Linked DNA regions of Zea mays: region 1 is linked to region 2. A link is a contact called in public Hi-C data. All regions are on one chromosome and are shown on one strand. The core of a region is the stretch at or near the end of the contact, and the rest is flanking DNA. Distances in the headings are between cores, read along the strand shown. Region 1 holds the start of LOC100193334 (Glucose-6-phosphate/phosphate translocator 2). Region 2 holds the start of LOC100240698.

Region 1 (5,480 bases), core at 562-3,061, 810 kb before region 2:
AAACATGGCCGCATAACCTTCTTGGTGATTGCATTATTTTTGTATTTTAGATGCTTTTCCGCTTTTCAATCCATCATTTTTTGCTCTTTTCTGCCAAATGTAATGGCCCTTTATTAGAGTGTATGCTTTAATAATGTGAGTTTTCCACTTATTTGAGATTCATGTTGTATCTGGGATACTTGAACCAAGACCTAACTTTGACAATGGTGAGCCATTGAGTCGCTGTTTTCAGTGTTTCTAGATATGACCTACTGTAGCACACTCTAATGGCATATGCTCTTCATGTGCAAACTCTGTGCTTGGCATGATCTTAAGAATGATAAGTTAAAACCGAGGTGTAAGTAGAACTGTCACACACATAACACAATCTGATGGTTATATGTGTCGTGTTAGTTGTTTGTTAGGAATAACACTATACACAATGACACAAAACTGATTGTGTGAGCATGCTGTCATTATTGGGTTTGATGATGACATGAAATGCACTCTAGGTATGAATCTCCCAACTAATTCTCTCTCTTTTTTTCTTTGATCATTTAAAGGATGTATTTATCTTGTTCAATCATATTAATTTGTGCTGCCTTACAGATCGTGACGAGGGGCTCCAAGTGTTGCATTATAAAGTTGGGCACAAGTATGAGCTCACTTCGTTCAGGCATGTATCTTCAAAGAGGAAGAGACAAGGTTATTTGAAAAATTGAAAACATAATAGCAAACTATACCTTCATACCCATCGTTATGTGATTTTTTACAGAAGTTTATCATGGCTACATTACTCGGTGGTATATCGGTGTTTCTATAGCATAATTTCTCACCCGCTTTAATGTTTTCTAGGTTGTGCCATCAGATCAGGCACACAAAATAATAAAATATACAACGCCTTGAAAGAGAAAGGTTTGCCTATTGCTTTGGTTGAATATGAAGGAGGGCAACATGGGTTTCGCAAAGTTGTTATCATACTTATGTTTTAGATTTTCAGCACCCTCCACACTATCAACCTGCACGGATTTGTGACTTCTTTCTCGATTTTGAACAGGCCGAGAACATCAAGTTCACATTGGAGCAACATATGGTGTTCTTTGCAAGATTAGTTGGGAAATTTGAGGTGTAACCCGATTATATGTTCAGTATATTAGCCGTTTTAGTGTCTTTTTGGAATATGACTTCATTTAATTTTTGGAGGATTGATCGAAAACTCATTTTGCTCTGTAACGAATATGCCATTTGGAAAACAACATGCAATGGTCCAGATTTTTACATATCATAGTGATGTTTGTCGTTCTGTATCTATGTTTTATACTATTTTTTAATTCTTGTTCCTGTTTTGTTTTCCTTATGTATTAATTCCTTAACTTTTAAAGCACATGATGAAGGCTGGTTGTCGGGTAAGTTCTCTTAAACTTTGGTAAGCTTACGTACTAGCTATGGATCTTTTGAATCAATTACAAGGTAATTCATTTAAAAATCATAGTAACACACGTGTACCTAAATATCATATATAAAAGTCTGTACGGTACTGATGATTGTAATGTAGTGGTGAAACAACTATATTAAAATAACAAAATTTGTGTATGGATAGGATCACAAATATATTAAGAAACATTTTCTCATAACAGTACCATTATATTATGTATTTCCGTTTCGACGTACGAACATAGTAAAATTTGAAATAAAGAGCGACGCAGAGTTAAAATGGGAGATGGTCGCGTGGTCTCCCTATAAAGCATATTTTCATAAAAGCCCCTGAATCTCTTCAGCCCAGCTTTTATAAAACACGCACCGGCACCTACCAGCCGCCACCTTCCCGGCTCCTTTACTCGCCGGAGGCGAACCAGAACTCGTGCCACCTCCTCCTGTTCCTTGCCATCTCCGAATTCCCATCTGAAATTCCAAGGGCCGCGCCGTGCAATCGAGGCTCTCCCCGCTCACCATATATCGGAGGCTCCGCCCCCGCGCCTCGAATCCTTCGCGAGAGGTGCTGTTGTTTGCCGTGATTTGAGCCGGGTGGAGGTGTCTCGCTTCTTGATCTTGAGAGGTGTTCCTGGTTGATTGTTGGGAGCGAAGGTGAGATCCGTTGTTTTGATCCGTAAAGTTTTCCTTTTTTTTTTTTTGCAATATATGGTTTTGTTATTAGGCCGGTGAATGATCTTTACCCCGGTCAGTGCTGGAGTAGTGCTGTCGGTCTCTGTTAGAATCGCTGCCTGTCTTCCCGTCCTCCCCACCCATGTTTTGTGCCGGTGACTATCACCACAACTCATATACAAGCAGACCGAGCCTCATAATCGTGGTTTGTTGGAAGGGTTTAAACGTGATACATGGTTGGATCATAATAATGTAACGAATCACGTTTACATATAAGACCTGATTGCATATTAGTTCTTGCCCACCATAAGCGCCCAACTGCACGAGTGCACCACATCACAGCACAACTTCCTCCCCTTTTGTCCGTTGTTTTTAATTACTACGATCCAAAACCAATCTTTTTGTTTCCCTTGCGCGTGTCGGTATTGTCTGAAAAAGTTTGGTGATTTGCATGTGAAATCTGCGTGAGTAGGGCCCTTGCAGGAGGAAAGGTAAGAAAGGCGGCACCCTTAGTCGTAGTTTACAACTCGAAAACGATGTGCTGGATGCAGTGTCCTCATCCACAATTTTAGCCTTTAGCGTTGGGGGATTCATCTGCAAGATTTTGGAAGGTGCTTGCTTTGCCGTGTCGAATTGTGTAGTATTGTCTTCGTTAGTTAGAAGCTTATGACTTGTGGAGTGAAGGAAGGTTTATGTGTTGAATCATACAGTTAATTCATCCATGTTGATATTTCTGAATTTAGGTAGAAATTTTCCACTTTCTGTAAAGGGCTATGCATTCTTTTGCAACTCAAAGGAATGTTTAATTCAGAGGAGCATCAAATTTTCTTTTACCCAACTCTTTAGGGAAAAGTCCAAGCTTTTGTGTGGCTTTCTATATGTACTTCATATACTGCCATCTAAAACTCTTTTTTGTTGATCTGCAGAAGGCATGATACCTTCTGTGAGGATCTCTCCTGGCTATGCAGCCTTCTCTGGCTCCAGCCTACGCTTAAAATTACATTCAATTCCATCCATCTCTAGTCTCAAACCCTCCAAATATGTGGTCTCCTCGCTGAAACCACTCTACCTAGCACCGCTAGATGGTCCACACACTTCTGAGCTTAAGTCTTGGAGACAACCACTTGAGTTCCGTTGTGCTGCTTCTGCTGCCGATGACAAGGAGTCAAAGACTCAGGTGGTGCCAGTTCAGTTGGAAGGCGCACAGAGGTTAAAGATCTCCATCTATTTCGCGACCTGGTGGGCGCTTAATGTGATATTTAACATTTACAACAAGAAGGTTCTCAATGCTTTCCCTTACCCCTGGCTCACCTCCACACTCTCCCTTGCCTGCGGCTCTGCGATGATGCTTTTCTCGTGGGCCACTCGTCTTGTTGAGGCCCCCAAGACCGACCTAGACTTCTGGAAAGTTCTTTTCCCGGTGAGTTGCTTATTTCGTGCCAGTAACTCTTCTTTTATTTTATATACCTTCCTGGAAAAGTGTAACTGAATTTGGTGATTAACTGATGAAGGTTGCTGTGGCACATACAATTGGCCATGTTGCTGCGACAGTGAGCATGTCTAAGGTGGCAGTGTCATTCACACACATAATTAAAAGTGCAGAACCTGCATTCACTGTTTTGGTGTCAAAGTTCCTCCTTGGGGAGACGTTTCCAGTTCCAGTCTATCTTTCTCTTCTTCCAATCATTGGTGGTTGTGCTCTAGCTGCTGTCACAGAGCTGAACTTTAATATGGTTGGTAAGTAAAAATTGCTTTTTTGACTTCCTGTTCTAATTCTTCCTTACAAATTAATGAGGTTTTTATTTGAACTGTTAGTGTAAAAGTTATGTTTTAGAAGCAAAATCAACTGGATCTTAATAGTTTGTCAGTTCCAATTACTTTTGAAGATAATTAATTCTTGAGATTATTCTTTTACTATATAACGTTTATCTAGATTTCTGCACTCCCATGAACTTATGGAGACATGTTTTTTTAATAGTAACTGTTTAAGAAATCATTTGGAGAAAAAGTTATAGATGTATATTTATCCTCTTCTCTAATAGATGATTCATGCTATTGTCCCTTTTCCTCTTTTTTATCTTGAAGTTTGATGTGGTAGAATAGATTTAAGCTTAAGATAGAGAAAAAAATAGGAGTCATAGACATATTTGCAATTGTTTCCAAGGTATAATGTTTACCATTTGCCCTCCCCTCCAGGATTTATGGGTGCTATGATATCCAACCTTGCATTTGTTTTCCGCAACATCTTCTCGAAGAGGGGCATGAAGGGGAAGTTCGTCAGTGGCATGAATTACTATGCTTGCCTGTCAATAATGTCGCTGGTCATACTGACTCCATTTGCTATAGCTATGGAAGGTCCTCAGATGTGGGCTGCTGGTTGGCAAAAGGCTGTTGCAGAAGTTGGACCCAATGTTGTCTGGTAAACAAGAATTTTACAGTTTTCCTTGCATAGTTGCCAAGTGTGGTCTCCACCCACATTACATGAGATGGCTTGAAACACTCTTCATGTTTTTTTTTATTTTTGCTATTTTATTAAAAAGAGACATATCACTATTTTTTCTTCTGCCGGACATATTCATGGTAGACTTTAGTGCTGCCCTTATTGAGGACTTATATATTATGTTGGATTAATTTTATGATTGCATGTATATTGATATTTTCCCTAACGTGTTACTGTCGAATTTATAGGTGGATCGCTGCACAGAGCGTGTTCTATCACTTATATAACCAGGTGTCCTACATGTCTCTCGATCAGATCTCTCCATTGACGTTTAGCATTGGCAATACAATGAAACGTATATCAGTGATTGTTTCATCTATAATTATCTTCCACACGCCTGTCCGCCCTGTCAATGCACTGGGAGCTGCCATTGCCATCCTTGGCACATTCCTGTACTCTCAGGTAACTTGGCTACTTCAATTCTTCCATGTGTTTGTGCTTTTCCTCTATATACTGAAACAATTACTTTCTTCTGAACTAGGGAAGGAAATTGGAACCTATGTTTAGCGTTTAATTTTCACTATCCAATGTGTTGTTGACATATGTCAGCGGTCTGCCATTACAAATTAGTGCAAAAAACTGGCATATCTCACTTTCACAGTATGTTCAGTTCTAACTTATGTGTTTCAATATGGAAGAGTATGATTCGAACAAGTAGGATGGATTGCGTTGAATAGGAAGATAAATCTTATAACGTTTTTTTACCACATTGAAACACATAAGATGGTAGTATAGGGTGCTAAGAACACGTGCTTGAAAATCAAAACAGAACACTGGTAATCTTGTGCTTCATGGACTTCGATGCGCGTTAAACTCTGCCAAAATTGTCATTCTGATGCAGGCAAAGGCGTGAGGCTAAAGCTTTGGCCAAAGGATCGGAGCCAGTAGCAGGCACTGG
Region 2 (5,756 bases), core at 1,341-3,840:
AAATGACAAGAATCATACTATATTATAAAGTAATTTATATAATGAATATATTAATGTTAATCTATCTAAAATTTTAGACATCGATAGTCAAAGTTAAACAAAAAATCTTCCGCCGGTGTATCTCTATGTGCTTTACAAGGTAGATATTGCTTACTGACATGGAATGGAAATGGATTATTTAAAAATGGTTAGAAAATGCTTGTTTGTATAATTCATTATTGGTTATTAACCAAGACCCAGTTTGTTAGTCCACTTTCATTATTAGGTGACTGTTTGTTTTCATTTTTTGTAACTTGGGGAAAATGTGCATATGTTTTTGTTAAATTCTATATGTAAAAAAGAATCGTTTGATGTGGCCTTTTTATACTACTGTTGACTCATTGAGGGTATTGCTATGTGCACTTTGGATTTGTTGGCTGAACTAAAACAACCATGGAAACTCTTAACATGTTGAACTTGATTAAAGTCTCTAGGGAAACATGTTACCAAGGAAGTATGTAACTTGCAAGTTACACTATCTTTATCTTCACAATTTCTTTAATTATCTAGTTTTGAAGTAGATCCATTCCTATGCTTGTACTGTGCATTGAAATTGAGAGATCTTGTTCCATTTGTGGTGTCACGTCTGGGGAACCTAGGACATGAAATCTTCCATTGAGACTCGCCTTAATATACAATATTGAGAGGATTAAGAAAAGAACAAATAATATGTTTAGGGTGAATAGTGAATACTCGTGCCTTCATACATAAGTTTTGCCATGCACTTGGATATACACTATATCTAGATAGATAGTAGAAGCAATGTATGTAGAAAAGCCAAAACGTCTTACAATCAAAATAGAGGTATTACAATAATGTATGGAAAGTTCTGGACATTCATGATTGAGCCGCCCAGACACTTGCTTCTTCCATTTCTTCTTTTCTAGAAACGGTCATAATCCGGGGCACTCGTGTCCAAAAATAAAGTTTGTCCACTAGAGATTATGTCGAAGAGAGTTACACTGTGATGTAAGGGGTCGTGCTATCTCTAGAGGGGAAAGGGACGGTGCATGTAGAAGGGGTATGCAAGTTGGTTTTTTAGTTGGGAGGCGAGGGTAGGCAACACAAGGGGTCTTGAAGTTGACATGATGGTGTGGTTGAGAACCAAAGAGGTTAGGGTTGCTATCACATTTCTTTGTTGGGCATATGGCATTTGATCTTGATCCTTTGTGTTTGTTACAAAAAATGTATTTACTGTGAGCTTACTACATCTTAGCCTATGGTGTGCTATTGTTGGCTTCCTTCGTGCATGACATTGTTGCTATCATTATGAAAAGGAAATAATTAGATGGTTTCATGCGTATGCATACATATAACATGTCTTTTGAAAGAATGGGTGAAGGCAGGGCCGGGCCAGTAAAATCTAAGGTCCTATACAAAATTCCGGAATATCAATCTATAAACTAGAACTATACTAATATAGGCTATAATAGTATGATAAAAATATTATATTAAGAGTTGTGTCTAGCTGTCTATTCAATTTTGTATTGTATAATTTTACTTGGATAGTATTATTCTTTAAAAATAAAATCTTGAACGATATTTACGTTTAAATGGAGATGTAGTCGTGATCAAAGACAAAGACACCATACAAACAACTGATTTGACTCATGAGAAGAAGATTTGCTTAGAGATTAGTTGATTTATTTTCCTTACTGAGCTAATTACTGAACTGTGTATTGATTAAACTATTGATGACTATTATTTTAGGGGCTTGGAGGATTGAGGCCCTGTTCGTGGGCACCGGCCGCACGTGCCTCCGTCCGGGCCTGATTTTTCCTTCATAACCCGAAACCATTTCATAACAGAAAAATGGTAGCTAAACAGATTCGATAGTAAGCTCCCACTGAAAATGGCGTCTAGCGAAGTAGATAACAAACTCTAGTAGTTGCTCTAGCCTACAGAGTGTGATTGCATGGTACTACTGCATGCAAGATCTTGCATCTTGGCAGTTTGAAGTGAGTTTTTTTTCCCGATCCATTGTAAGTGAGTTTTTTCCCGATTTATCATACTTGTCCTGATCAAAATTCTGCTCTTCTGTTTTGGCAGTTGTGTAGTACGAGACACGCTGAAGACTAGGGAACAAAAGCTGAGAATTATAGTTTTTCGGCCAAGAAATTCGCCGAAAAAATAGATATTTTTTAATATGTCCCATATTTAATTTTAATTTATGAAATTCGCCGAGAATTATAGTTTTTCGGCCAAGAAATTCGAAATTCGTTTTTAATGTAAAAAACCATACGCATTACAAACAAATCCTATCAGAACTTTAATTTTTTTAAACTCAATTATCATTTTTAGTAAAGATACCCAATTTCGTCACGGATTTCGGTAAAAAAAATCCGATTTTCGTTTTAAAAAACGTTAAAATGCAAATTGGTTGAGAAATTTGAAAGATCTTTTTGCTGAGCAAAAAAATACGAAGTAGAAAAAAACGAAATAGTTAACCCTTGTGGGACACAAAGGAAAACTGAAAACGAGGCGGAGTGGTGGCGGCCTGGCGGGACTTATCCGTGCAATTCATTCCAGTCCAGCGATCCAATCCAAAGAAGCCTCCTGCTGTCCACCTCATTCCCCATCCGTCCCCGTGGGAAGCGGGGCAAAGCGACGTACGCTACCCTTTGCGTGCGCGTAGCATTTAACCAAGCAACTCCCAATCCCCACTCCTCCCCCACCATTTCTTCCCTCTCGCCTTCCCCTCCGCCGGCAATCCCACGTCCAATCAGCCGCCGCTCCAGCCTTCCATCCATCCATCCCGTGAGCGCCTGCCGCCCTCCACCGTTTCTGTCGATTTCCCCGCGCCTCCTGACCCTACCCGATTGTTTTTTCTGTTCCAGGTAGCTGCTCTCTATTACGCCAGCGATCGAGAGACCAAGAGGAGCAGGAGCGATGGCGAGGAGCTCGTTCAAGCTGGAGCACCCCTTCGGTTCGTCCCTCCGATTCCTGATTCCCCCCTCCTCATCCGGGCTTCAGCTCTTGTTATTGGTCGTGCTAGGGTTTCGGTTGTTTGGCTGGTACTGGTAGATGGTACCCCGTGCGGACCTATCAATCAATCGATTCCTTGAATTTCCTAGGTTATATAAGCAAAGCTTTGTTGGGGGCGGGCGGGGGTTGGTCTGTTCTATCGTTTCGCGATCCTGTGATGGTTGGATACATGTTTTATTTTTGTTTGGGGGGGGGGGGGGCGTGGTGGGAATCTGCAGCTTTGATGGAGTGCTCGTGGTAATCTGCACTAGGCGATTCATAGGCTGTGGCACCCACAGTTTGCTGTGTTGTGTAGCAGCTTAACATGATCCGGCACAGTTCGTACCGACTCCAGCAACTAGTAAATTCCATCATTTGCATCTGGTGCTCTTCGTTGCTAAATTTTTCCGAACTCGTTCTCAAGCTGTAACTCCCCAGTTTACATTATCTTATCAGGTTTAGGCTGTACCTACATCCGCGGAATGGTTTGTCTGTTTCCTGTGCATGCCTTACCATTGCATGGTTCTTATTCAACACTTGGGGGTTATACAAATGTACCCTTTCGCCTTAAAATGTCTGAATTCTCATTATACCTATGTTCTATGTTTGTAGAAAGGAGGCAAGCTGAGGCTAACCGCATCAGGGAGAAGTACCCCGATAGAATTCCTGTAAGCCTTAAGTAATTGTTATCCATGCCCTCTGATCATTTTCCACGATATAGCTTTTGTTCTCATCCAAATCGGGTAATGTAGGTCATTGTTGAGAAGGCCGAGAGGAGTGACATCCCAGACATCGACAAGAAAAAGTCAGTTCCGAACCATTTCAAGATTATTTCAATTGCATTTCTTGACTTTTATGGTTTTTCCTGACATTGCAATTTTTTTCCCTGTACTTCTGAAAGTAGTTTTACCGATTGTCGTCGTCGACTTTGTCAAACTCTTCATAATGCAAAACTGCTGGATGTAGGCATTATCCCTTGTGCAGTTGTGCCAATCATGCCTTTGAAGTTGTTTATCTCTACTCCCAACCAAGAGTCTGTTGTCTGTTCCTTGTGCAAGTTGCCATCTAGAGATTGATTGTTTGCTGCATTAGCGTATCCCTTGGCCCTTGCTTCTACCATCTTCCAGCATTAACCAATTCAGAAGGAACTCTTGCTTATCGGTACAAGCCAAGACCAGCTTGCAGCATCTGTGTGCCTCCAAGTAACATGCGATTGCTTGCATGCAGGTACCTTGTCCCCGCCGACCTCACAGTGGGACAGTTTGTGTACGTGGTGCGGAAGCGCATCAAGCTCAGCGCCGAGAAGGCGATCTTCATCTTCGTGAAGAACACCCTCCCACCAACAGGTTTGCCATACCATCGTGGGGAAAAACAAAATAAAACCTACCTGTCCATGGTGCCCGTGTGTACAATGCTGTTACTTTTTCTTGTCCATGCAGCTGCCCTGATGTCTGCCATCTACGAGGAGAACAAGGACGAGGACGGGTTCCTCTACATGACCTACAGCGGCGAGAACACCTTTGGGCTGCTATGAGTGGCGCCGCGCCGCCGTGGATCGACGTCGGACAATGCCCCTCCTCCTGTAAATACTTAAAAAAAAAATAGGCGTCTCAAGAATCCGTGTACATAATAATCTGGCATGTCTTGCATCAAAAGCAACTCGTTGCGTCCACTGTCTGTTGAAACTATTGAAGCGTACTAAACATTTAAGCAACTCGTTGCGTCCACTGTCAGCTCTGGGTTGCTTCAGAAGTTCTGTCACCTGCTGCGTCCTCCGTGAGCTTGTCGATGTGGCAAAGTAACACAGGGTGCCTGTGGTCATTCCACCCGTTTAGGTACTAGCATGTTGCTGTTACTTTGTTGTTGTTGTTGTTGTTTATTTAGAATTAACCGCTCCTGAGGCAGTGGCACCGACTGGTTAACGGCGAGTTCTAACCTGACCCGCCGGCATGCCGACTGCACTGGCAAACCGATGGCGGCGAAGAAGGGCACCGGCATGCGGCCAGCAGCGATGGAACAGCAGCCGTGTGCCTGCAAGATTCTGGTTCGGTTGCGTTTGGATCAATGGAGATCTCGTTTCATCTCAGGATTCTGGTTCGGTTGCGTTTGGATCTAAGGGAGTTGAGAGATTAAATCTCTTCCATTTAATTTTAACTAGGGAGAGATTTAATCCTCTTGAGCCTGTTCGGTTAGTCTAGATTGCAGATAGGAATTGTTCCAGCATATGAAGATTATATAAATTAGCGAATCATCTCGACCCGTTCTGGAGGAACCGAACGTGCCCTGCATAACTCCCTTTGATCAAGACGTTACCAAATAAGCCCTCGGTGAGCTAGCTAATTGGTTTGCTTGATTTCAAGACATCTTTGCTCCTGCATATATAGAATGCATGTATCAGAGATTTTATACTGATGTTTATTTCCTCGCGGTACAGGTTACACTCTTTAGGGCCTGTTCCTTTCTCTAGGATTGAACCAAGATTTGTTTCCAGCTCATCAAAATTTATATAAATTAGAGAAGTCTAGGAACTATTCCAGAGCTCTATTCCGTGGAAACAGAACAGGCCTTAATCTTTATTCTATACTGCATTCCTCAATCAGAATGAATGTGTTTCTCCCTGCTTTTCACCCTCCGCATCAATGCAGAATAGCTAGGCGTGCTGCATCTCACTATTAGTAAGTATTTTTTTTTCTTTTCCTTTTTAAAAAAGTAACGTCTACGACTCGTCAATCTTTTGTACCATTTAAGGGTGT

Evidence for each region. A called contact is a pair of places that touch in the nucleus more often than the background predicts.
Region 1: a Hi-C map of ear shows a contact between it and region 2, with 2.5 times the contacts expected there. The contact joins the promoter of LOC100193334 here to the promoter of LOC100240698 in region 2. A contact is called at or near these places in 2 of 25 Hi-C or Micro-C datasets (ear and endosperm).

The regions. Positions count from the first base shown.
Region 1 is chr4:30,754,164-30,759,643 of Zm-B73-REFERENCE-NAM-5.0, reverse strand. LOC100193334 (Glucose-6-phosphate/phosphate translocator 2) reads left to right here and starts at 1,811. Exons shown (of 6, transcript NM_001138470.1): 1 at 1,811-2,064; 2 at 3,009-3,502; 3 at 3,594-3,819; 4 at 4,279-4,501; 5 at 4,771-4,984; 6 at 5,424-5,480. The coding sequence starts at 3,014. The coding sequence ends at 5,435.
Region 2 is chr4:29,947,900-29,953,655 of Zm-B73-REFERENCE-NAM-5.0, reverse strand. It overlaps LOC100240698, which reads left to right and starts at 2,590. Exons shown (of 6, transcript NM_001144024.1): 1 at 2,590-2,796; 2 at 2,877-2,965; 3 at 3,616-3,671; 4 at 3,756-3,808; 5 at 4,231-4,349; 6 at 4,443-4,841. The coding sequence starts at 2,929. The coding sequence ends at 4,537. It also overlaps the pseudogene LOC103655191.